Regions from separate parts of the Mus musculus genome. Here regions 2, 3, 4, 5, 6 and 7 are each linked to region 1. The links are chromatin contacts, called in public promoter capture Hi-C maps. All regions are on one chromosome and are shown on one strand. Each heading gives the region's core, a stretch centred on a gene start, on an enhancer-like site or on the middle of the called end of the contact. The rest is flanking DNA. Distances are from core to core; before and after follow the strand shown. Region 1 holds the start of Ythdf1 (YTH N6-methyladenosine RNA binding protein 1). Region 2 holds the start of Tcea2 (transcription elongation factor A (SII), 2). Region 3 holds the start of Adrm1 (adhesion regulating molecule 1). Region 4 holds the start of Lama5 (laminin, alpha 5). Region 5 holds the start of Zfp512b (zinc finger protein 512B). Region 6 holds the start of Rps21 (ribosomal protein S21). Region 7 holds the start of Cables2 (CDK5 and Abl enzyme substrate 2).

The links. Promoter capture Hi-C pulls out the DNA fragments that hold promoters and counts their contacts.
Region 2: a promoter capture Hi-C map of pre-B cells shows a contact between it and region 1, with 7 times the contacts expected there. The contact joins the promoter of Tcea2 here to the promoter of Ythdf1 in region 1. A contact is called at or near these places in 12 of 39 promoter capture datasets (the 3T3-L1 cell line, 3T3-L1-derived adipocytes, the C10 cell line and 8 more), 1 of 484 Hi-C or Micro-C datasets (CD4 T cells), 1 of 115 datasets of contacts at active chromatin or transcription factors (memory CD8 T cells) and 1 of 9 other capture datasets (liver).
Region 3: a promoter capture Hi-C map of pre-B cells shows a contact between it and region 1, with 5 times the contacts expected there. The contact joins the promoter of Adrm1 here to the promoter of Ythdf1 in region 1. A contact is called at or near these places in 8 of 39 promoter capture datasets (embryonic stem cells, erythroid cells, frontonasal cranial neural crest and 4 more) and 1 of 484 Hi-C or Micro-C datasets (CD8 T cells).
Region 4: a contact with region 1 is called in a promoter capture Hi-C map of stem cell-derived epiblast-like cells, with 3 times the contacts expected there. The contact joins the promoter of Lama5 here to the promoter of Ythdf1 in region 1. A contact is called at or near these places in 6 of 39 promoter capture datasets (hippocampal neurons, liver, neural stem cells and 2 more) and 1 of 484 Hi-C or Micro-C datasets (embryonic stem cells).
Region 5: a contact with region 1 is called in a promoter capture Hi-C map of liver, with 4 times the contacts expected there. The contact joins the promoter of Zfp512b here to the promoter of Ythdf1 in region 1. A contact is called at or near these places in 8 of 39 promoter capture datasets (the 3T3-L1 cell line, 3T3-L1-derived adipocytes, the C10 cell line and 4 more), 8 of 484 Hi-C or Micro-C datasets (CD4 T cells, the G1E-ER4 cell line, embryonic stem cells and 3 more), 6 of 115 datasets of contacts at active chromatin or transcription factors (astrocytes, cardiomyocytes, double positive thymocytes and 3 more) and 2 of 9 other capture datasets (adipose tissue and liver).
Region 6: a contact with region 1 is called in a promoter capture Hi-C map of pre-B cells, with 2.8 times the contacts expected there. The contact joins the promoter of Rps21 here to the promoter of Ythdf1 in region 1. A contact is called at or near these places in 6 of 39 promoter capture datasets (the C10 cell line, embryonic stem cells, fetal liver and 3 more), 2 of 484 Hi-C or Micro-C datasets (B cells and the G1E-ER4 cell line), 2 of 115 datasets of contacts at active chromatin or transcription factors (embryonic stem cells and memory CD8 T cells) and 3 of 9 other capture datasets (adipose tissue, liver and macrophages).
Region 7: a contact with region 1 is called in a promoter capture Hi-C map of pre-B cells, with 5 times the contacts expected there. The contact joins the promoter of Cables2 here to the promoter of Ythdf1 in region 1. A contact is called at or near these places in 19 of 39 promoter capture datasets (the 3T3-L1 cell line, 3T3-L1-derived adipocytes, the C10 cell line and 13 more), 5 of 484 Hi-C or Micro-C datasets (CD4 T cells, the G1E-ER4 cell line, cerebral cortex and 1 more), 4 of 115 datasets of contacts at active chromatin or transcription factors (the SCID.adh cell line, T-cell acute lymphoblastic leukemia, extraembryonic endoderm stem cells and 1 more) and 2 of 9 other capture datasets (liver and macrophages).

Annotation. Positions count from the first base shown.
Region 1 is chr2:180,919,329-180,922,585 of GRCm38.p6, forward strand. It overlaps Ythdf1 (YTH N6-methyladenosine RNA binding protein 1), which reads right to left and starts at 1,608. Exons shown (of 5, transcript NM_173761.3): 1 at 1,356-1,608; 2 at 984-1,008. The coding sequence starts at 1,382.
Region 2 is chr2:181,678,630-181,681,886 of GRCm38.p6, forward strand. Tcea2 (transcription elongation factor A (SII), 2) reads left to right here and starts at 1,668. Exons shown (of 10, transcript NM_009326.3): 1 at 1,668-1,846. The coding sequence starts at 1,778.
Region 3 is chr2:180,169,993-180,173,249 of GRCm38.p6, forward strand. Adrm1 (adhesion regulating molecule 1) reads left to right here and starts at 1,596. Exons shown (of 10, transcript NM_019822.3): 1 at 1,596-1,696; 2 at 2,042-2,255; 3 at 2,864-2,980. The coding sequence starts at 2,043. It overlaps Gm29886 (a long non-coding RNA gene), which reads right to left and starts at 1,258. Exons shown (of 4, transcript XR_867152.3): 1 at 1,174-1,258; 2 at 516-791.
Region 4 is chr2:180,224,248-180,227,504 of GRCm38.p6, forward strand. Lama5 (laminin, alpha 5) reads right to left here and starts at 1,612. Exons shown (of 79, transcript NM_001081171.2): 1 at 1,244-1,612. The coding sequence starts at 1,555. Gm52542 (a long non-coding RNA gene) reads left to right here and starts at 372. Exons shown (of 2, transcript XR_003953984.1): 1 at 372-436; 2 at 692-2,067.
Region 5 is chr2:181,590,945-181,594,201 of GRCm38.p6, forward strand. Zfp512b (zinc finger protein 512B) reads right to left here and starts at 1,517. Exons shown (of 17, transcript NM_001164597.1): 1 at 1,477-1,517; 2 at 1-41. The coding sequence starts at 39.
Region 6 is chr2:180,255,757-180,259,013 of GRCm38.p6, forward strand. Rps21 (ribosomal protein S21) reads left to right here and starts at 1,623. Exons shown (of 6, transcript NM_025587.2): 1 at 1,623-1,691; 2 at 1,865-1,927; 3 at 2,032-2,095; 4 at 2,230-2,301; 5 at 2,474-2,529; 6 at 2,622-2,688. The coding sequence starts at 1,878. The coding sequence ends at 2,631. It overlaps Cables2 (CDK5 and Abl enzyme substrate 2), which reads right to left. Exons shown (of 10, transcript NM_145851.2): 10 at 2,783-3,257. Mir3091 (microRNA 3091) reads left to right here and starts at 1,780; the gene lies at 1,780-1,855.
Region 7 is chr2:180,271,943-180,275,199 of GRCm38.p6, forward strand. Cables2 (CDK5 and Abl enzyme substrate 2) reads right to left here and starts at 1,523. Exons shown (of 10, transcript NM_145851.2): 1 at 1,158-1,523. The coding sequence starts at 1,513.

The DNA.
Region 1 (3,257 bases), core at 358-2,857:
AATGGGCACACTCTATAGAGAGCTGATGTTTACATGACTAGTTAAATGGCATTGCACAACTTTTCTTAAATTCCTTTTTTTTTAAAAGTAAAAATATAATCATAATTCGGTCAGATGTCATTTTGTTGCAACCAGACTTGGAGCCAGTTTTGTGATTTCCCTCCCCACCCCCCGCCCCAAGGTGGGACCGAACCCAGGGTTTCCCTATTCCAATCCAATACTCTACTCCAGGCAAATAGCGGACACATGCTTTAAGAGCCTAGTTATGCAGAGATCTGAGGGCAGGATGCTCAGCTGGAAAGGGCTGTAACCTAAGCTTACTATCATCTGATTCTCCACTTACTTTCCACTGTTACAGTGCACAGCCAGGAAAGGAAAGGAAAGGAATGGTAAATAAAGTGTTGGGCCTTTTCCAATCTTAAAACACGATGAGCCATATTTGGTTACACCCAAGTAACAACAACATGCACTGGTTAAAAACAGTCTTCCCAGGATTTAGTGTCACTCTGGAGTTCTCATAAGAGTTTTGGAAGTTTATTACAAGCCAGAATATCACAGGAGATAACAATAAACTTACAATGACTATAGCTAAGGATGGAGGGCAGGGCCTCCGGATCCACAGCTAGCTGGCTGACTCTCCTCCAGAGCCATCCACTACCTAGCAACAGAGGACCAGTCAGTCACTCAGACCTCTGCGAGGCCGTCTGATCACCATTTCTTTCCCCACCAGGTAACTGTTCTGGCAGGGTCAAGGGGGAAATTGCAAAATATTATCTGAACTACTCCGGGTACGCCTTTATTTTTCTAGTTCCCCTCCAATCTGTCAAGTACCCCGGAAATAGAAACTTTCATCTCCTCCAAGCTTACGGGAGGAAACTAAGTTTCAGATCCCAGGCTGGCTTGGTGGACTTTCTCTGTCCACACGGACTGGCGCTGCCCCGTTCTCCTCTCAAGTCCGGACAACTTCCCGGAACTCTCCTCACCTTTATTATCTTGTCCTTTTGTTCTCTGCATCGCCGCAGGCCAGGATATGCGGGTGGACACCACCCAGCCCGGGAAAGGAAACACAAAGTTACTATCCGAAAAGAACGCTACCCGGAGGGCGACCCGACCCCGACCGGGCCTCCAGATCTCCCACACTTTGATCACAGCCAAGCCCAGCGACCCCGCCATTGGACCCCAGAACCGTGGCCCGGCCTGGTATTCAGATCTTCGACCCGGCCTCCCTGTTCCCAGTCCGGACCCCGCACCCTAACCCCAGCTCAGCCTCCAGGTCCCCGGCGCGGCCCAGACCGCAACCTGTCTTGCCCTGTCCACGGCCTGCTCTCGTGACCGTGGTCCCGAGACGCCCCTACCTGGGGGTCCACGCTGGTGGCCGACATGCTTCATGAACAGCGCGGCGCGGGACCCGGGCGCCGCCGGCTCGGGCCTCCCACGAGGCCGGGCCTGTCACGCCGCGCGCGGCCCCGTGCCCCGCCGCCAACTCCGCGGGTGCGGCCGGGCGCGGCGGCAGCTGTAGGCACGCGGGCCGGAACAGCGGGAAGCAGCGGAAGGTAGCGGACAGGCTGAGGGGGCGCCGACTCCAATGGCGGCCGCGGCGGCTGGGACGAAGCTACGCGACGTCAGCGCGCGGGGCAGGCCGGGAGCGCCGTCGAGTCGCCACCATTGCGCCTGCGCACCGTCGCTCCTCGCCCAGGATTTCGCGCTTGGGACTCAGTCTCGCGCTGGAGGGGCGGGACCGGACCGGATGGGGCGGGGCGACTCGAGAGTCACGTGGGGCTCCTGGGGCGGCGCCTATTGGGGAGACGGTGTGAGGTTGTAGTTTAGCTACACCTGTCCCAGAGTTTTGTGGCTGCTGGGCTGGCCTCCTAGCCTGCCCCGTGACAATATGAACCTGACAGGAGTGTGCCAGAATAACCAGTATTCGCGTTAGATTCTGTACCTGATTCCATCACCCAGGGTAAAAACAAGAGGACTTTGAGGAAAGCTAGACGGCCCCCTTTGGGTTCCACGTGGGGAAAGTTCATCCGTCAAAGAGTCTCCAACAAAGAACTCACCCCATTAGCCATTTAGCCATTCACTTTCAGGCAAGCTCTTTGCTCAGTGAACCTGCTACCACACACAGACTCCTCCTCCCTGTTCCCGTCGTTAAAAAAAGTTTTATTTGAGGTTTAGAGCAATGGCTCAGTGCTCAAGACTACTTGCTGTTCTTACAAAGGACCTGGGGCTAGTTCCAACACCCACATGATGGCTTACAATTCTCCAGTCTCAGGGGTTCCAGAACTCTTTTTCTGGCATTGAATGCACGTGATGCATATATAGACAAGCAGGCACACACACACACACATAAAATAAAACAAATCTTTTGAATGTAATTTTAAAAAGATTTATTAATTTTAATCTTATGTGTATGAGTGTTTTGCCTGCATGTATGTCTATGCACTGCATGTGTGCCTGGTGCTCAAGGAGGCCAGAGGAGGGTGTCAGATACCCCAGAACTGGAGTTATAGATGGTTCAGACCCCAAAGTGGATGCTGAGAATTGAACCTAGATTCTCTAAAAGAGCAGTAAATGCTCTTATACCTTGACCCTGAGCCATCTCTCCAGCCCCTTTAAAATAAATGTTATTTGTATGAGTGTTTTGCTTGCATGTATATATGTGCACTATAGGTGCACTTGGTGAATGTGAAGGGTCAGAAAAGGTGTCTGATAGCCTGGAACTGGAATAACAGGCAAATTTGTGACCTATCATGTGATTGCAAGAACATTGCTAGGGACCAAACCCCAGATGCATCCACACATCCCTTCTGGGGCATGTTTGGTCCCTGGATTTGTTGTAGTAAATGTCCTAGCTTCTGATGCACATCATCAATAGGAGGACACCAGAGCGAGGCACATGCAGGTGGATCACTGGGTTGAAGGGCACAGCTGTCAGCCATTTTGTAGATGTTAGATGTCCTCCAGGGAAGCTGGGTTGAAGTTTCTGTTGAAGAGCTGATGGATGGAGCCCAGAGGCTATAAGCTCTGTATTCAAGTAACACCTGGCTGGAACAAGCCTTTGCTGTGTGCTGGGCTTGGTTCACTCAACAGCTGGCCCTATGAAGGCCAGCCGTGAGGACACCTATCCATGCTGACAGACACAGATGCTCAAATGAGACAGCCCCTTCTCTATGAATGCCCTCTTGAGAATGAACAACCTCCCTGCAGCAGACCTCCTTCTGGATACCCTGCCCTTCCATACTTTCTGGGTGTCTAGT
Region 2 (3,257 bases), core at 418-2,917, 760 kb after region 1:
GTCTCTCATATACATATCTGAGGATAACCTTCAACTTCTGGCCTTCCTGTCTCTATCACCCAAGTGCTGAGTGAACAGGCACGTACCTGTGATGCCTGGTTTGTATGCAGTACGGTGGATTGAACCCAGGGCTTCCTACATGCTAAACAAAATACTATCAACTGCGCTTTCTAAAGTTGGAATTTTCTAAGGTTGCAATGTGGAAATATCTGGCTGGTGAGTACCAACCCCACAAGTAAGGACCCCTCAGGATTGAACACACCTTTGATCTGGCTTCTTGTGACATAGCTCCCCTGCTGGTGATCTACTGGATTTTCCTCAGGAAAGAGCCTGTTCTTGAGCAGATCTGTGGGTGGCTCCTGCCACCTACAGGCTGCTGTTGCTCATCATTGGGACCAGTCAGAGCTGGGACTACTCAGTAGGCAGTCCCTTGATGGGGTCAAGTCATCAGCCAAACACAGCATGGCTGAAGGTCCTGTGGTTCTCTTACTGCCTGTCTTGTGGTAGGGTCCTGAAAGCATTAATTCAGTACTCAAACACAGGGTTCCCTTTCCCAGAATTTTTGTTGTTGTTGTTGGGTTTAGCTTAGAGCAAGGGCCCAGCTCTCAGTAAAGGGCAGAATGAGAGGTGGTATGAAACTAGAGAGCTGGGTTCAGCCATCACTGCACCTCTGGAAAAGCTTTGTTGCCTTCAAGAAGTTCCATGCCTTTTTCTTATGGTAAAGATGTCATAACTGATTAAAACGGTCAGCTTAGGTCATTTGTGTATGTCATTTGCACTCTGGCCTCCTGGGTACAAAAAAATTCAGATTGACTTTTAGTACCAGCACACCTGCCACCATGTATAGGACAGAAGAAGAGCAGAGCACCATTCTCCCTTTCCTGGACGTGGTTAGGGTCTTCCTGAGGTAATGCCTCAGTAGCGGATTGCCTCAGTACCCTGCCCTGTTCTCAGTGTAAAATATGAATCGGAGGCTCCTGATCGCAGCCTCTGTCATTGTCACTTCACAGGTTGGGAGACTGAGACGTACAACAATGTGCAGAACTTGGGGTTTATACCGTTAGGTTGACTTCAGAACCTGAATAGTTCTCCCCACTCCCACCCCCCACCCCCGAGACAGGGTTTCTCTGTGTAACCCTGAATGTATTGGAACTAGCTCTGTAGACCAGGCTGACCTTGAACTCACAGGGATCTGCTTGACTCTCTATCTCTCGAGTGCAGGGATTAAAAAGGCATGAGCCTACATTGCTTGGCTAAAGCCTGAATTCTTGCGGAGAAACCGTTTCAGAGTCCCGGCCACCTGCGCAGCGCCAAGAAAGCCCCCAAACTCGGCTTGGTACCAAGTGAAGTGTGTGGAGTGAGCTGAGTGACTCTCGGAAGTGGAGGCGATCTAAGTGCACTAGTGAAGGCGCGACCGGCCGCCAGGGCAAGCTGCTCAGATGGGTTGAATTAAAGACCTGAGCGCAGTAGGGTTGTCCTTCTCCCTCCTCTAGGTCCTCCCTCCCCCTGGCATTCGGTGGGCACGTGGGGCCGTGGTCCGGCGGAGATACCTGCGGAACTACCTTTTCCAGCGGGCAATCAGGCCGCAGGCCGCAGGCCGCGCAGTCGTCTGGGAGTTGTGGTCCCGGGGGCGGGGACTCTTTTTTTTTTTTTTTTTTTTTAATTCTGTCGCACGCGGCCGCCAGGCGGAGGTTTGGACCGCGGATCTAGGCGGCGGCGGCGGCCGAGGTCAGGCCGGGCGGCGCAACCGGCACAACCCGCCGCCACCGAGGTAGTGATGGGCAAGGAGGAAGAGATTGCTCGTATCGCCCGGAGGCTGGACAAAATGGTGACCAGGAAGAACGCGGTGAGGGGCGCGGGCCGCCAGGACCCTGGGGCCCCGCTCCGCGGAGACCGTCTGAGCCTACCCTCGGGCAGAGTGATACCTAGCCCAGTCAGTCGAGACCCCTTGCCCAGGCCCGCCCTCCACCCTGTCCTGGGACTGCCGCTTCGCAATGGACGCCGCGTTGACCGAAAGCTACCCTCTGTTCGTCGCCCAGCGGTGGCCGCGGGCGTCCCTGGCCCAGCCGTTGTCTCCCCTGTCTGCCCCCCACCCTTCAGCACCAGGTTTCTCTTAATAAATTTTTCCCCTGCTTAGTCAGGCCTCAGGCAACAGCAAGTCGGTTTGGGCAGACAGTTGAGCCTGTGGCGTTGAGACCCCTGGCCAGTGTGGGCTTGGCAGTCCAGCCTGCCTTCCGACCATGGTCACCTGCGTAGCCTTTGAGGAGCATCCTTAGGGGATGATGGCACCTGCAATCTTGCCTTCCGTGGGTGGGAAGGGACTTAGGAGGTGGCTTTAAGACTGAGTGACTCTAGAGCATCCGCAGCACCGCTCTGAGGGCAGCCCAGATAGTGGCTGAGTCATGAGTCTGTACAGCCTCCCCAGGACTGTGCTTGAAGTAGAAGGCTGCAGGACAGCTTTTGGGGATGAGCAGGATTGCTCTAGGGGTTGGAGGGCTGGGGTCTAAAACAGGAAGTAGGTTAAGTGCCCACATAAGCCTTTACACTGGAAACAGAACCCACTTTGCAATCATCTGGGCTACAGAGGCCCTGCTGGAGCTTCTTTCCGGTAAGAGAAAGCACAAATGACAAACTTGGAACTAAGGGTGGCAGAGATAGGATGGGAATCCAAAGGGAGACCCAGTAAGGATGGAAGGCCACAGATAGGACTGTACAGTTGAGAAGGGAACCTGCAGAGGTTCCAGTAGTCCTTGAGAGAGGCTCCTTGGAACAGCTGATGGTTTATCTGGGTTTTCATTATGGGAGTGCAGGGCTATTGTGGATGCATGCCCCTGGCTCCAAGGATCAGGTCTTCTTAGCAAAGTCAGCCACCTCAGGGCTGATTGGTGTACAGCTTACTAACTTAGGGCCATGAAACAAGGCTGCAGCCTGAGCAGATAAGTCACACAGATTGAAGGGTCAGCCCCAGCCCCTACCACGGCTGGATGGGTTGGTTTTCTCTGCCTCTTTGTGGCATATAAAGACAAATGAGCTCATAGTGGAAACTTGGAGGACAGCAAACACAATAGTGTTGGGTGTTAGAAGAAAAGGCTGTCTCAGTTGTAGGAAGGAGGTGTTTGAATATAACCTGGAAGTGGTAAAGAGAAGAGCAGCCTTAAGCAGAGTGAGGTTTAAGGTAGGAACCAGAGGAGCCTGCCTACCCTTGAGGTTCAAAGAACAGAGCTTAGGCAGAGGAAGAAAATCAGGGTTTTCTGTTA
Region 3 (3,257 bases), core at 346-2,845, 750 kb before region 1:
GTCTATACAATGTGTGTGTGTGCCTGGTGCTCACACAGGCCAGAAGAGGGCATCCGGTCTCATGGAACTGAGGTTCCAGACAGTTGTGAGCTGCCATATGGGTGCTGGAAATCAGACCTGGGGGCCTCTGCAAGAGCTGCCAGTGCTTTTAACCACGGAAGCATTTCCCCAGTCCCAATTAAATCTTTTAAATTGGTCTTGAACACTTGGCAGTTCTCCTGCCTCAGCCTTTTCAGGGCTGGGATTATCAGGCATGAGCCACCACACCTAACGAAATTCAAAGGTTTTTGTAGTAAAGCTGGAAACTGGGCCAGCGAGATGACTCAACAGGTAACATTGTTTGCCAGGCAAGTCTGGTAACCCAAGTCTGATCACAGGAACCCAGAGTGTAAAGAAGCAAGTTACTGAATGTTGTGCTTAGACTGCCACATGGGTGACACACACTTTTAAAAAAAGGAAACTACACAGGACAGAGTCCAACAAAAAGATGACAGACGCAAGCATGTAGAACTTACTGCATCAGAATTCCAAGCAGGAACTAAAGCGAGTGAGCCACAGTGGCGACAGAAATGCATCTTAGAGGCGGGACTCCCTCCAGCTCAGGCTGGCCTGGAACACGTTGGTGTCGGCGTCAGACAGTAGTAAGTGAGAAAAACTACTTTTCACCTTTGTTTCAGAAAAAGACCGCACACGTTTCACATATACACAGATGGTAACTTGTGGAGCATGCCAGAGAATTCAGCACTGCTTGGCCCTGGAGAGGGCTGGAGGGTGGGCCTGGGGCCTTAAAGCTGTCATAGAGGAAGCAAAGAAATGGAAGTGGTGTGTAAAAGAAACTGTGAGGACTCTTGGGCTTTACATTCTGCGAGCACCTCTGCCCTACAGGAAGGTGGTGGCACCCTACCTGACTAGCTACAAGCAGCCCTTAGACCCCACCCATCCGCGGTGCTCTGTGAACTTGTTCTTACAGCATTGAGCAACCCCATGCTACCTTCTCCACCCCACCTCCACTCCCCCATCCTGAGCAGCCGCTTGTACTTTCCTATAATGTATGTCAAATTAGCACAAAGTGACATGAAGCTGACACTTTCCTCGCTCTCGTGTCAAGAGACTACCTCCTACCTTTTAAACCATGTGACTATTTTATGTCTTGGGCCCTGACACCTCGCTCACCCAATAATGCAAATCAGACAGGCTGTCTCCCTGCGGTGTGGAGAGAGACAGGTCCATTCAGAACTAGATGGGTAACAGCGGACATCCGTCCCAGGGTACGTGTCACAGCTCAACCCCACGAGCACGTTGGTGTACGGTCCGGTGCCCATCACCCTGGTCTCGACCTCTGCAGCGCCGCCCCGCGGGGGCCCTTTCTGCGAGTCGTGGAGGCCGGGGCGCTGTTCCCAGCGCTGCCGCCAGGGGCCACCGCCGCTCCCCTATGACACAGCAACAATAGGGGCCGCTCTGGCCCGCGCTTCCGCCGGAAACAGGCCGCCGGCGCGGAGGCGGGCCGGATGCGATGGACGGTGACCAGGGCCAATCGGGACCTGGTCGGGGCCGGCCGCGCGGCTGACGGAACTCAATCCGCGGCGAGAGCGGCGGCGGGGCGGGCCAAGCACGGGCTTCCGGCGAGGCCCGGCAGGCGCCGAGGAGGAAGAGCGAGCCCGGACGGTGCCCCTAGGCCGAGTGTGAGCACCGCCAGGTAGGGGCCCGGTGGCGGCAGCGGCGGCTTAGGCGCACGCGGCTCCAGGCTGGGTCGAGCGGCGGGAGGACGGGACGCGGCAGCAGCCGGGGGGCCGAGTCAGTCCGGGCCGGCCGCCGGTGCCCCAGACGCGCCGGGGCCGGACGCAGCGAGGCTCCCTCCGCACGGGCGGGCAGTGACGTCGCGGGAGCAGGGGCTCCGCGGGGCTGCGCTCGGCCCTGCGCACAGCCCTGGCCTTGCGCAGCCTGGCGCGCTCCCGCTCCCGGGCAGTCGCGGGCCGACCGGCGTATGGGTGGGACATTGAGCACGCGACGCGGAACGACGGGCCTCGCTCTGTTTTTTCAGGATGACGACTTCAGGCGCTCTGTTCCCAAGCCTGGTGCCCGGCTCTCGGGGGTCTTCTACCAAATATTTGGTGGAGTTCCGGGCAGGAAAAATGTCATTAAAAGGAACTACGGTCACCCCAGATAAACGGAAAGGTCTCGTGTACATCCAGCAGACGGACGACTCCCTTATTCACTTCTGTTGGAAAGACAGGACCTCTGGGACCGTGGAGGATGTGAGTGCCTGTAGCCAGAACAGGCCAGCGGGGCAAGAGCAGGGAATATGGCTTCATCTTCCATAGATTAGTGTAGGGGTCCCAAGGTTGGCAGAGTGCTCCAGTCACTCTGTGAAGCCATGCACCCCGTGGTGACCATGGTTCTTAAGGTTTTAGCAGAGACAGCCTGCTGACAGGGTGATAGGGTGGGCTGGTGGCCTCAGCCCTGGCCTTAAACTTCCAGTCTTGTGGAGGAGTGTGCAGATATGACCCTCACCACAGCCTCGGGTAGTTTAGCGCTCTGAAGAGGCTGCTTTCCTTGGGGCTCTTTGTCTCCCAAAGTACATTGTTCTTTGTTACACTTAGGAGCAGCTAGCCAGAGTTGGTTGACCTTTTACTTCTTGGAACACAGTTCCAGAATGTTTCTGTTAAGTCGTCTGGTCCTCAGAGAGCACTTTTTCTATTCCTCCAGTCTGGGCCCTCTTCTGTTTGTCTTCACTGGGGTCTGAGACTTCTTGACTCCACCCTGTTATTGGGGTCCAGCAAATATTCAGGGACCTAAGCCTTGGTGGTACACACTTGTGTGCCTCTGTCTATCTGTCGTCTGACTGTCCTCCTTGTGTCGCCAGGACTTGATTATCTTTCCTGATGACTGTGAGTTCAAGCGGGTACCTCAGTGCCCCAGTGGGAGGGTCTACGTGCTCAAGTTTAAGGCAGGGTCCAAGCGGCTCTTCTTCTGGATGCAGGTAAGCAGGAGAGTGGTCTACTCTGTCTTTCCTTGTGATTCACTTGGGGTTACTTTCCCCACATTAGAAGGTGCTGACCTGGAGGGCCTGGTCTGGCTGCGTTCCTACCACGGTGGCTAGCTGGTGGTTAGGCACCGGAGCCCCGCTCGTGGACTTATCTGTAGGCACACAGCTCCAGGGCCTCAGGTCTTCCATTACTCCATGGCCACGAATTTTAGCTCCCAGAGGTGACGCCCTCTGTTCTCTCAGCAGTTGAACGTCCCCCACTTAAGCTCTT
Region 4 (3,257 bases), core at 362-2,861, 700 kb before region 1:
CCTGCCTCTGCCACCGGTCCCCTCCTGCCTAGGTGCTGGGATTAAAGGCCTGCGCCACCACCGTTTGATGGCACCTCACTTCTGAACGCTCGCCTCAGACGGATCCTGCTCTGACTTGTAAAGCTTCAAAAACAAGTGTTTATACCTTCCCAGGCCTCAGTTTCCCTGTCTCTGATGGCCCACACCTGCTCTTACTCTGAGACTGCAAGGGAACCAGAGCGCAGGGAGCCCGGCCCTTCTCAACTCCCCCTCCCCACTTGGAGGCCCGAGAACAGGCGGGGTGGGCAGGCAAGGAGGGTGGTGGCCAGGTAAACCAGAAAACAGAACTGAATTCCTTCACCGCTCCCCTTTCTCCACCCCGACGAATCCGTTTTTTCAGCTATTCTTTCCCTCGCCAGCCTCCTTCCAGGAACGTGGAAGCAGGTCCCTAGAGAAGGTAGCTAAAGTTACCAGGCCCTAATGGCTCCCAACTCCTTAGGTCCCTAACGTGAGGCAGGAGTCCTGCGGGGGGGGGGGGGGGGACAACGTGGCCCACCTGCAGGCTCAGCCTGAAAGGCAGGGCTCAGGAGAGTCCTTAGGTACAGAATCCACATCTCCCGGGAGACTAAAGCCCCAGAGCCTACCACCTGCTGGGCAGGGGGCTCCTCCACGATGGCCCACAGGTGTTAGCGCTCTCCACCTCCTTCTGAAGTTCCCAGATCCCAAGCAAAGAAGCTTCTTCAACTTTTGGCTGAGACAGTGAGACCCAACACCAGGAGAAACCGGCGATGGTGCGGCTTCCGCGCTCATTCCGTCCCTATCCGGGAGGCCAACAGGTTCCTGCCTGTCCCGGGGTAACAAGGAGCTCCCGCCCCCTCCTCACAGTCAGCGGGCACCCTGGCCAAGTTCCGCCCACGCAGGGATCCCGGACTTACGGCTGCCGAGGACTGATCACCGGTCCCCTCCTGCCTAGGTCACCCCCCCACCCCCACCCCCGAGCTTCACCAGCCCCAGGGGCCCTTGGTCCGCGAGTCGGACACTTCATTGGCTCTTCCAGAGGCACGTGCCGTGTCTGCACGAGTTTCGGTAGCCGCATCAGGGTCCCCCTTAGTCCATCAAAACATGGGGCCAGGGAGTCTTGGTGGGAGAGTCAGTCCGTACTTACTCTCCCCAGCACTGGGAGCCCCTACGAGATGTCTGGGTTCCGGCGCTAGAGGTGGACCACCACAGGATGGTGTAACCAGCTCCTCCGTGCCGCGCTCACCTGGATTGTCTGATTGGGATCTCCGCCAGCCACCGGACCCCCAACCAGCTTGCAGTAGAGGTCCTCGGTGGGGCGTGAGACACTGCGCGTCGGGGCCTCCTCGCCGCAGGTCGCGGACGCGGTGATGCGAGCGCCCTCCGCCAGGTTGAAGTAGGGCGGGTGCAGGCTGAAGCCATCGCCCCCGGGAGTGCGCGCCTCGCCTACCAGCGCCAGTCCAGCCAGCAGCAGTAGCAGCGGCCGTGGCGCGGGGCTCCGGGGGCCAAGAGCGCCCGGTGCGCTCCCCGCGCAGAGCTGCCCTCCGCGCTTCGCCATTTTCCTGCTGGGGGCTGCGGCTCTAGGGACAGCGCGCACCGCAGGAGCCCGGCAAGTCTAGTTTGGGGCGGCCGGTCCCGCTGGCCCCGCCTGTCCGAGGACGTCAGGCCCCGCCCAGGCCCGCCTGGCGCCCGAGCCTTATGCCCTGGAGAGGGGGTTGGGGGAGGGCATAAGAGAGGGGGCGGCCTGGGGACCTTAACCCTTCCGACCCCGGCCAGACCAGCGTCCTGGAAGGGGCACCTGCTGGCCGCCCGCCAGGCCGCGGGAACTTGGCGCTACTGAGCCTTTCCTCTCTCCCAGGTGGTGGCTTCGATCCCCACTGAGACCCCTTGCTTTTTCCGTGGATGTTCAGGACCCCAGCATGCCGGGCCTGCCTCTACCCGCCCAGCGGCTCCTGTTTTTGTTTCCCTAACTTCAAACAGGTCTCAGCCACCTGGCGCCTCCCCGTTGCCCTAGCCTGTTACTCTCTTCCTTCCCTGTTGGTATTTGAATAAACTGTGTGTAGCTGTGGATGGGGACCCAGAGGAGATGTGATCTGCAAATGGTGGGGGGGGGGGGGGTGGAGAAGACCAGACAGGAGGAGACCCCCTACTTCCTCCATTGTTAGGTCGGATTTAGCCCTGTCTACCCCTTTGGGTTTTAAACTCCTCTGCAATAGGGGATCAATACAAGAGCAAAGAAATGACAGGCGCCCACCCATGGAGCATATCCAAGGATGCTCATTGGCCTATAGGTGCCACTCCATAGGCTCCTTGGGAAGCTAAGACTTTGCTTAGACATCTTTCTTTCTTTCTTTCTTTCTTTCTTTCTTTCTTTCTGTTTTTTTGTTTGTTTGTTTGTTTTTTGTTTTTGTTTTTTCGAGACAGGGTTTCTCTGTACTGTATAGCCCTGGCTGTCCTGGAACTCACTTTGTAGACCAGGCTGGCCTCGAACTCAGAAATCCACCTGCCTCTGCCTCCCAAGTGCTGGGATTAAAGGCGCTGGCCACCGCCGCCCGGCTTAGACATCTTTTAAGCAAGCCGTGCCTCTAGCTCCTGTGTTTCTGGGGTACAGTGGGCTCCAGTTGATCTGCCTGGCTGAGTTGCAAACATTGAACGTCCTAGAGGCTTAGCTAAGATGCTTGTGTACCTCATGTCTGCTTCAGCCACAGCCACTGGATTCCCTTCCCTTGGATTCTAGGACCAAACAGGAAAGCCCCCAGGGGTGTAGAGGTCGAACTCAGCAGCAGGGCTAGCAGCTCCCCTTATCTCCTAGCCAGGCCACCATCTCACGTTTTTGGGTAGGACTCCCATTCTTGCTGGTCCTTCTGGATAATCCCAAGGGTCCCAGTGAGTTCCTGAAACACTGCCATCATGTCCTGGCCCAGTTCTGACCCGTAATTGTCTGGAAAATTTGCACCATCCTCCTGCCCTCCTGACTAACCCCCCAGCCTCCTACAAATCTTAAACCCCAAGGGGCTGGGAGGACCCCAGTCTCCGTTGAAAATGCGAGGTCAAGACAAGCTGCCCTCCCTGGATGCTTCCACTTTCCCTCCCCGGAATTCCTCTATAACCTCACTATTAGTTTTCCACCTGGGGGAGGGCAAGGCAGCCGCTTCCCTTTGCTTCGAAGGCTTGGTGTGGGGGAGGGGCTGGCTCCAGAGAGGGCGGGAGACAGGGAGGAATCTGGAATTCAGTAGAGTAGGCTCAGACGCTGATTTAAG
Region 5 (3,257 bases), core at 267-2,766, 670 kb after region 1:
AAGCCGACGGCCTCCTCCAACACAAAAGGATTCAGTCATCTCTGCAGAGTAAGTACACAGACCTATGAGACGAACAGGCTCAACCCAGGACTTTCACTGGGGCTATCCTAGAGGCCCTCAATATGTCTCTCTAGCCCTGACCTCCTATATTGATCACATCAAAAAGCAAGTAATGGAAGCTTCTAACTTAGAGAAGGGGGTTTGCCCAGACAAGGTCTTTCTAAATAACCCAGAAGACATGAGAAGTGTAGAAAGAGCCAAGACTCTTACTACATTTGACACCCTCACCTACACCCTCATCTAGACACACAAAGACCAAAGGCTGCTGAGGATCAGCCTGTCTTCAGAGGGTCCACGCAATTGAAGAAGACTGATAATATTCCTCATAGGGGACAATTAACACTAGTAATGGTTGCTGGCTCACAGGCAGCCACATCACCACACCTCAGGGATAGCTTCTCCTCAGAGTCCTGGCCCCTGCCATCTAGATACACAATACTAACCTACTCAGATAAGAGCCCTTGAAGACCTCTCTCTAGGCAAAGAAGCCAATATGGGTCCTGAAGGCCCATGTCCCCACCACATGCACTCATCCCTCTGGTTGGTAAAGTGAAGATCCACTAGAAATACACTTTAGTCCCATGCTGAGCTATCCTACCTGCCTGCCTTCTCAGCCTTCTGTGCAGACAGGGCCCCTCCACCCAGATGAATACACCACATCAGACCCTCAGCCACCACAGCCTAGGCAGCCACCATTTCTTCTTATTTTCAATAGCTTCTAGGTTCCCTGCCTAGGAAGCCACTTCAGCTAAACAAGTTATAGTCAATACTGGCAAGCAGAGGCTATAGAGTATGCATGCTGCTGCCCTGGGGTTGGGCCTCTGGGGACTGTTCTGCTTGCAGCATCACATACCCTGAAAACCGAGGAAGGCTCTAAGCATAGAATGGTGAGGCCTCGCAGAGGCACCCAAAGCCACAGAAGGGGGCGGTACCAAAGAGCAAGGTTCAAGCAGGTGAGTCCTCTCCTAACAGTTTTTGATCAACTCAAATCAGAGGGGATGTGTAGGGGCTGCGTTATCCAGGAGGTCTAAGGTCAATCACCGTTCATTGCCAAGGACAACACCCCCATCCTGGGCCTAGGGGAGGGGAGGGGAGGGGAGGGGGGGTCTGAAGTCAACTAAAGTTCTCTGGATGTCCTCGTTTTGCAGCTTCATAAGGAAATGAGTTATCCAGAACCCCGATTACATTTGAGGTCCGGGTTATACGGCCTGCTGCAACCTTCTAGTCTTTCAGAGTTAGGGGTAAGGCCTGGCCGCCGGAGTAGGAAGAAAACCCCTCCTCCACCTGGGGTCCCTGCGATCTCCCTTGTAGCCTCCAGGGAGGAGGGCGCTGCCGCGGACGCAGGCCACTCCGCCCGGCCCCGGACGAGCGCAGCCAAGAGGCGCACCTGGAGGCCCGTGGCCACCCACCTGTCACCTGAGGCCGGACGCGGGCTGCAGCCTGGCCCGGAAGCGCCGACCGCGGGGGGGCGAAGGCAGTGAACCAAAATGGCGACTTTTTCTGGAGGAGGAGGCGGGAGGACGGCGCCGACGCGGGGAGCGGGGCGCGGCGCGGGTCCGGGCGCGGCGGGGAGGCGGGCTGGGCACAGGGCTGGTGCGGGGCGCGTGTGGCGCCGGGGCCGCGGTAAAGCGGGCAGGGCCGGCGCTTACCTGCAGCGCCCAAGGGGTGCGGCCGGGCCAGGCCGGAGCCAGAGCCGGGCCGGGGCGCGGGGCGCGGGGCGCGGGGTCCGGGCGGCGCACACTCCGCGCCGTGCTGCGCACATGCGCGCTCCCGCCCCTCCTACCTTTGACAGTTTTACTGCGGGGGGGAGGGGGGCGAACTCTCGCGGTATTCACGCGGCCGCCGCTGCGGGGAAGGGGCCGGTGGGGCCGTTCCGCCGCTCCGGGCAGTGCGGTCCGTGGCCCAGGTGGTCCTGGCCTCCAGGGCCGAGCGATCGGTCACGCGTGCCTTGGGCAAGAGTCGCTTTGTGGACAGTCCAGTAAACTGAGGCACGTCAGGAACTCTGGACACTACCGCAAATCCTGCCTGACGGATTAAGCAACCGGTGTGGTTGCGCTGGCTGAAGTAGATCCTATGAAGGGTTATAGGACATCTGTAGGCTGTCAGGGGGCACCTCAGCCTCTATCTGTCCCTTAGGCCACCTTAATCTAGACACGAAGACCGATAGGCCTTATTGCGGTCACTGGCTATTGAATCAACTTCTCCCTTCTTTGTGAACAGTGTGGTCCTAGACCAACAGCCAGTAAGTATCTAACTTCTCTGGCCCCGAGCCTGGGCTGCTAGTGTAAGATCTAGGGGGTGGGTGGGAGGATGACAGCACAGCCCACACAACTTGGAAATAAATGAGGCAGAGAAATAAACACCCTTTTGACAGACTAGGAAGGGGAAATAAATGAGGCAGAGAAATAAACACCCTTTTGACAGACTAGGAAGGGCCAACTGGCTGATAAGGAGGTAGAATGCAAAGCCTGGGGCTCCACAGGAGCACTCAATAGGGAAGGGAAAAATTCAGCTTTCATTTGAGTCATAATACTGTTACATGTTCTCAGCCATGCCCACTGTTTTTTTTTTTTTTTAAGATTTATTTATGTTATGTATGTGAGTACACTGTAGCTGTCTTCAGACACATCAGAAGAGGGCATCAGATCCCATTACACATGGTTGTGAGCCACTATGTGGTTGCTGGGAATTGAACTGAGGACCTCTGGAAGAGCAGTCTGCGCTCTTAACCACTGAGCCATCTCTCCAGCCCCCCCCCCCCACTGTTTTTTCTAAAACAACTTTTCACTATGTAGCCCTTTGTAGACCAGGCCAGCATCAAACTCAGAGATCTGCCCGTCTCTGCCTCCCATATGCTGGGATTAAAGACGTCTTTTACCTTTTGTGAGTCTCCCAGGATGTGGAACATCAGACTGTTGGTGGGGATCAGTGTGCACACAAAGGTGTGTTCAACTTTCCCTGTGTAAGTCTGAGTTTTCACAAGTGTGATATACCAATGCCCATAGGTTATTACATGTCTAAGTGACCATGTGTTATCAGGTGGTAGTCATATATGGGCATCATGATGTAGGTGAGGGCACTACATTCCCTGAAGCTGTGAACTGCCTGAAGAGGGTGCTGGAAACTCAATTCTGCAAGAACAGCAACTGTGTTCTCTCTCTCTCTAGCCCCACCTCCCTGCAATTTTTCTTTATGTG
Region 6 (3,257 bases), core at 373-2,872, 660 kb before region 1:
GCTGGGATTAAAGGCGTGCGCCACCACGCCCAGCTAGCCTTGCCCTTCTAGCCCATTCCTTTTGCCTTGCTTAAAAAAAAAAAAAAAAAAAAAAAAAAAAAACCACGATAGATTCCATTCTTAAAGTTAGCCACCAAACTCTACTCCCTTATATGGTCACTTCCTCCTCGTGAGGCTGACTACCAAAGTCCAGCTATTAAAAGTCCTATCCAATCAAAATACACCACTGTGCAGCCCGGTCTAGCATGGAACCCCCCTTTTCTCTTATTAAAAGTTACACCTGCAAGGTCATTTGCTTGTGTTTTTCTGACCAAGTAGAAAACAGCCACTTTAACTCCTCTTCCCCACCCCCATTTAAAGGAGCTCTCTGTGAAAACAGGTGCTTGGGTAAGGTGTCTGTGCCTAATCTGAAAGATAACCCCTGCTGCGCGGGAATTTATTATTTTTTTCAAAACAGGGTTTCTCTGTGTAGCCCTGGCTGTCCTGGAGCTCACTGTGTAGACCAGGCTGGCCTGGAACTCAGAAATCTGCCTGCCTCTGCCTCCCGAGTGCTGGGATTAAAGGCGTGCGCCACCACGCCCTGCGCGGGAACTCTTAATGCATACATGACTACTGGTTTCCAGGTGTGAGGAGGAAAGTGTAGCCTCGGTTTCACCAGACCCCGTGACAGACAGTCTTGGAAGGTGATCACCAGTCAGTGTGCACATGGCAGGGAGGTTCTCCCCAAGACCATGTAACTGGGTGTATGTCCCAGCTCCAGACTGCAGCTCCAGTCCCAGAGAGATATCAGGCATAAAGTTCTACAGATGAGTGAGCAGTGGATTCACTCACGGAGAAATGTAATCTCAGGAGAGTCGTCAACAGCGTGGGCAGTCTTGTGTCCGGGCTGCTCTCTGACCTCGTAAACAAAGAGGCTTACTGAGCATTATGGTGACTGTGGTCTGGGAACTTTCCTTTTTCGAGACGGGAACTCAGTGTAGTCCAGAGTGGCCTCAAATAGATAATCCACCTGCCTCGGCATCCCGAATGCTGAGATTAAAGGCGTGCACTCTCAGGCCAGACTCACTTCCCTAGGCGTGTGGACCGGGTGGCGGCTGGAGCCAGAGGAGTAGGGCAGGGCCTGGGGCGAGGAGGGGCAGGATGGCAAGGACGCAGGGTGAGTAGGGGGTTCTTGAAGAGAATGAATGTGCAGCGGAAAGCCAGCGGTCCAGCTCATTTGATCCAACCTCAGTTTCCTCTTCGGAGGATTGGTCTTCCCGTTCCCGCCTCCCTCCGCCACGCTCGTTCCCCTCCCAGGCTCTGGCGGCGCCTCAGGTCGGTGGAGTCAGGGATCCAGCAGCGGCTGGGCTCCCTCTGACAAGCTAGCCTCGAGGGCGGCTGGAAGACAAGCCAAGTCCAACCTCTCCAGCGGAGGACGGAGGGGCTGGACTCCGCAATGGAGGCGGGGCCTGAGGAAGAAGGCATGTCTTGGCTGGAGGCGGAGACAGGGACCGATGCCTGTGCTTTGTGCGGAAAGAGCCAGGCTTTCTTTGCACCGGAAGCGGAAGTTAAAACACACAAACAGGCCTCCGGTATGGTGGATACGAGTACCCTGACCCGGAAGCACTTACCGAGGACCCGCCCTCCTGCCCAATAGTGCTGCGGAGGCACGAGCTACTTCCTTTCTGCGCTCTCGCTGGACAAGTGAGCAGGTAGGCCTCGGTGCGGGCTGTGTGCGAGCGGGGCCGGGCTGGGCCGGGCTGGGCGCAGTTGGGGAGGTCGCGGTCACATGGCCGAGAGTGCTTGCGGGCCATGGGTCTGGTTGGGCCCGCAGACTCGGAGTGCGGGCCTGACCAGTCTCAAGACCTGCGTGGTAACTCTGCAGGGACGGCCTCAGGATGCAGAACGACGCCGGCGAGTTTGTGGACCTGTACGTGCCGCGGAAATGGTGAGCATCTGCGGGCCCGTCATTCTCGCGCCCGCTTTCCCCGCTCCCATTCATCCACTGTTCTTTTGCGACCTATTAAACGCACTGTGCATCTCTTTACCCAGCTCCGCAAGCAACCGCATCATTGCTGCCAAGGACCACGCGTCCATCCAGATGAACGTGGCCGAGGTGAGCTGGGAACCTGACGGTTCCTGAGGGAAGGAATTACGAGGCCCTCAGGCCTCAGCCTGGCTCTTGGTGTGTTTACTAACATCGGGGTGAGGTCGAATCTTCCAACCTCTTTTTTTTTTTTTTTAACCCAGGTTGATAGGACCACAGGCCGGTTTAATGGCCAGTTTAAAACCTATGGCATCTGCGGGGCCATTCGCAGGATGGTGAGTTCTACCACCTGGTCTGCCTTGTACTGTTCATGTGACATCTGAGCTCTGATGGTGGTGTCCTTTTCTTCCTGTGGGAATGGTTTTGGGCTTAATAGTGCATGCTCTGCCTGCTAAGCAGGGAGCCAGCTCTGTGTGGATACTCAGGTATTTATTTTTAATTTTAAAGGGCGAGTCAGATGATTCTATTCTCCGATTGGCTAAGGCTGATGGAATTGTCTCAAAGTAAGTGTGGGGGACAATCTCACATTGGGGTTGAGTGGCTTGGGACTTCCCAAGAGATACAGCTTTTAATACTACTTTTTCCCCTTTGTTAGGAACTTTTGAGCAGAAGAAATCGGGAATTTGTTACAAATAAAAGTTTTAAGTACCTGTGACAGTTAAGTCTGCTTTTGCTGTTTTTACTATGTAGGGCTGGTGTTTTTATTGTGACCAGAAAAGGGCCGCACACTTACCTGAAAGGAGACAAGCAAGGAAGTATGTTGCAAAAACCAGTTTTACTTTAACAAAAACATTTTAACACCTTCCATTCATAACCTACTGGACATACACCACATTCTGAGGTCTGACACAGCTGTGTCCTGTTGAGCGCTGCGGGTGCAGCACCAGGTCTGTGGCATTGGGTCACAGTCCAGCTGGACACCATGGATATACCTCAGATTTCTGGACTCAGTCTATAGGACTCTGTTTAGCCCGTGTTTGGTTTAAGGGTTGGCTTTAACAGTGCTCAATACCACAAACCAGCAGCTCTTAGCGAAGCTTAGGAAGGACTAACAGCAGACCAGCTTGGTAAAATGAATACACCTTACTACATCTAGAAGCTTAAATAACATTTATCCCATCAGTCAGCCATATATATCTAAGTTCATTTAAAAAAAAAATGATGGGGCTGCCCTGAAGATAACCTGTTTGCAGGAACGACTTATTGCACCTAAAGATGCTCTGAGAACGTG
Region 7 (3,257 bases), core at 273-2,772, 650 kb before region 1:
AGCTCGGATATATAGCAGTGGGGCCTGCCCAGAAGGGACCTCAGTGTCCAGACTTAGCTCCCGCTGTCACTCGTTAGGTGAAGGCTGAGAATGCAAGAGGGAGCTGAGCAGGCTGAGACCCACATGGTGCTGGTAGCTACGGCCATCTGGGAAGTAAGCATAGCCAGGGAATGGGGGAGTAGTGAGGAATAAGAGCTGTCCTGGGCTAGGATGAAGGATCCTAGGATCCAGGCAGGGGAGGCAGAACAGTTACATGTTGCAGACCCTGAGTCCAGCAGGTGTGGGACAGAGGGCAGGGAGGTGGTCAGGTGTATAAGGCCGAGTAGAGATGAGACCAGGTAGGTAAGACCCTGGCCCACAAGCTGAGTTGGGCACACAGCCTGTAAAAAGTGTTTGTGAGTCTCTGTGTAGGGTAGCCAGGGGAGGGATGTGTCTAGAGTCAATTAGACCAAGGGAACTCCGAAATCCATATTCAGGGGACTTTCAAGGTAAAGAGCTGACCCCATATCCAGGAGCTGACAGCTTTAGTGGGACTTTCAAGGTAAAGAGCTGACCCCATATCCAGAAGTTGACAGTTTTAGTGGGACTATCCCTTCCCTCTGGAGGCTGACCAGCTTCAGTTAATCCCAAACTCATCTCCTGTATTCTGGACTGATGCTGCCACATCACCTCAGTCCCAGTCAAGGACAGACGGGACTGCGAGCCTCTCTGACTCTTGCACGCTGCGGTGATGGGCCCTCAAGTACCAGAATGAAGGATCCCTGGACCACCCTGGCTCCTGCATTATGGGCTGAAGAACCCTCTTCCCTAATTACCCGACACCTTGATCTTGGGCTGGTCATCTTGACCCTGTGTCCTGGGCTGACCATTCCGGTTCACCCAGACCTCTGAGTGTTAAGTTGATGGGTACCAGGTGACCATACCTGTGTGCGGGGTGAATGGACCCACCTCATCCCAACCATGTCCAGGTCTGCCGAGCTTGTGGCTTACCCGAACCCATAGGTCAACTACCCCACAACCTGGGAGGAGGGACCTGGCTCACCACCACCGGTGCCCCGGGCTGCCAAGGCCATAGGTCACACAGCCGGAGTGCTGGTTAGGCCTCTAGGCCACCACCCTGACCCCAGCGTGCAGCCGCCCCCGTCCAGCCCACTCACCTTTGGCGCTGCCCGTCCAGGCCAAGGCCGGCGGGCGCCGTCGTGGGGCTGAGCAGGCCCTGGGGCGCGGGCCTGGCTGGCAGCCCCGGGAGGCCTCCAGGTGGAGCGGGCGGCGGCGCGGGCGCCTCGCGGGCCTCGGTGGGCGGTGGCGGCGGCGGCGCTGGCTTCTCGCCTCCGGGACCCAGGCTCGGGGGCCGTCCGTCCAGGGAGATGTTGTTGAGAAAGAAGAGGGCGGCCTGACGGCGCCGGGAGTCCCCGCGCCTCCGCGGCACGGCCGGCGGGTTCCGGGCGGCCGGCGCGGGCCTGGAGGGGCCGGGGGCCGGACCCGGGGCTCCTCCCGCCGCAGCCGCGGCCATGCTCGAGTGCGCCGCCGCGCCGCGCCGCCGCGCAGCTGCCCATTGGCCGCGGCGCGCTTGCATGCAAATACCACCCCGTCACTCCCGCCCATTGGCCGCGGCGCGCCCATATGTAAATATAGTTCCGCGGTTCCTGTCTATTGGTTGCGGCGCGCCTGTATGCAAATACCACCCCGTCGCTCCCGCCCATTGGCCGCGGCGCGCCCATATGCAAATATAGTTCCGCGGTCCCTGTCCATTGGTTGCGGCGCGCCTGCATGCAAATGAGGCTCCTCTGAGCCCTTCGATCGGCTAGCGATATGTGGCTTGCCCCGGCGCTCCCCTGAGTCCTAGAGTCTTCTGTCTGTTGTAGGTTTGGCGTGGCTAAACACGGCAAGGTCGGTAGGTGCACGGAACCTGTGTCCTGTTCTCCCGTCCAGGACTCGGTGTACAGGGCACCCTTCAGCGAATGTTCATTATGGGCTGCAGACTCAGGGTGCGGGCCTGTTGTGGTCACTTGCTCCGGGGTGTTCCCTCAGCCCTGGGGTTCTTCTGGGCAGGTATCCATCCATGTTCCACCAGAGCCTGTAACTTCCGGGCTGTGCCGCCTGGCCTCCTCACTGACTGCTGAAGACACCCGTCTATGGTCTGAGGGCAGCTGACATCTCAGTTGCCTCATGGACGTGGTCTTGAGTCTGCATGATACTGGAGTTTCAGTTTCCTTCGTGGAGGATGTCCAGGACTCGAGTATACAAACCCTTCTGGCTCAGTACCGTGTGTGTATGTCGGCCCTTCCCTGTACAGAGTCTTCACCCTACCATCACCTGCTCTTTCCAGCTCCCAACCTATGTGGACTTCTTATCTTTCTTTTGTTTTGTTTTTCAAGTCAGGGTTTCTCTGTATAGTGTAGACCAGCCTGGCCTCGAACTCAGAAATCTGCCTGCCTCTACCTCCCAAGTGCTGGGATTAAAGGCATGCGTCACCACTGCCCGGCGACTTCTTGTCTTTAAAGTGTTTGATGGATCATTGAAGAAACACAAAGGAAAATCTCCCCAATGTTCTTTTTGGTCTATGGTCACTGCCTGCTCTGGTCCTGTGGCTGCTTAAAATGGGTGCTGGAGTGGAGTTGGTTGAGGGAGAGAGATCCCTGGGAAGTGGCTTCTTTCCTTGGGAGAAGCCATCGGTAGTGTTACCTATAGGAGTTCATACTGCCAGTTCCTTCCCTGCTTTTAAGGCTCAGGCAGGCTGATTCTGTCAGACACCCCCCTCTATCCATGGCATCTCCCTGTCATCCCTGAACAAGTAGGCTTACCCTTACTCTGTTCTGACCCCCCTCTTCTCCACTGCCTTTTCCTAGCTACCCTGCCAGGAACCAGTGACAAGGTGGACAGTTTTCCTGTCTAGTAGAACGCAGGGCTTGGTCCATTGAGTGGTGGGCACTCCCAGAGAGAGTAATTTCTGTCAGGGGGTCATGGTGTCTGCTGACCTGGGGTGGTGTCCTTCACACTCAGGCTGCTTACCTTTCTGAGTTTTGGTCTCTGGTAGTATGAGGTGCTAGCTGTATGACTAAGCTGCTTTGGGATGGGTAATTGATCGTGGCTAACAGAAGCCACTGTCTGACAGGGATGACAAGGAGGTGTGCTCCTGGCAGGGTACCATGAGTGTGGACATAGCCCTAGAGCTAGACCCCAATATTGGCAGACAAACCTGTGAGGTGATTGAGGGACATTTAAACAGGAACTTGGCCTCTTCCTGGGTGTGGTAC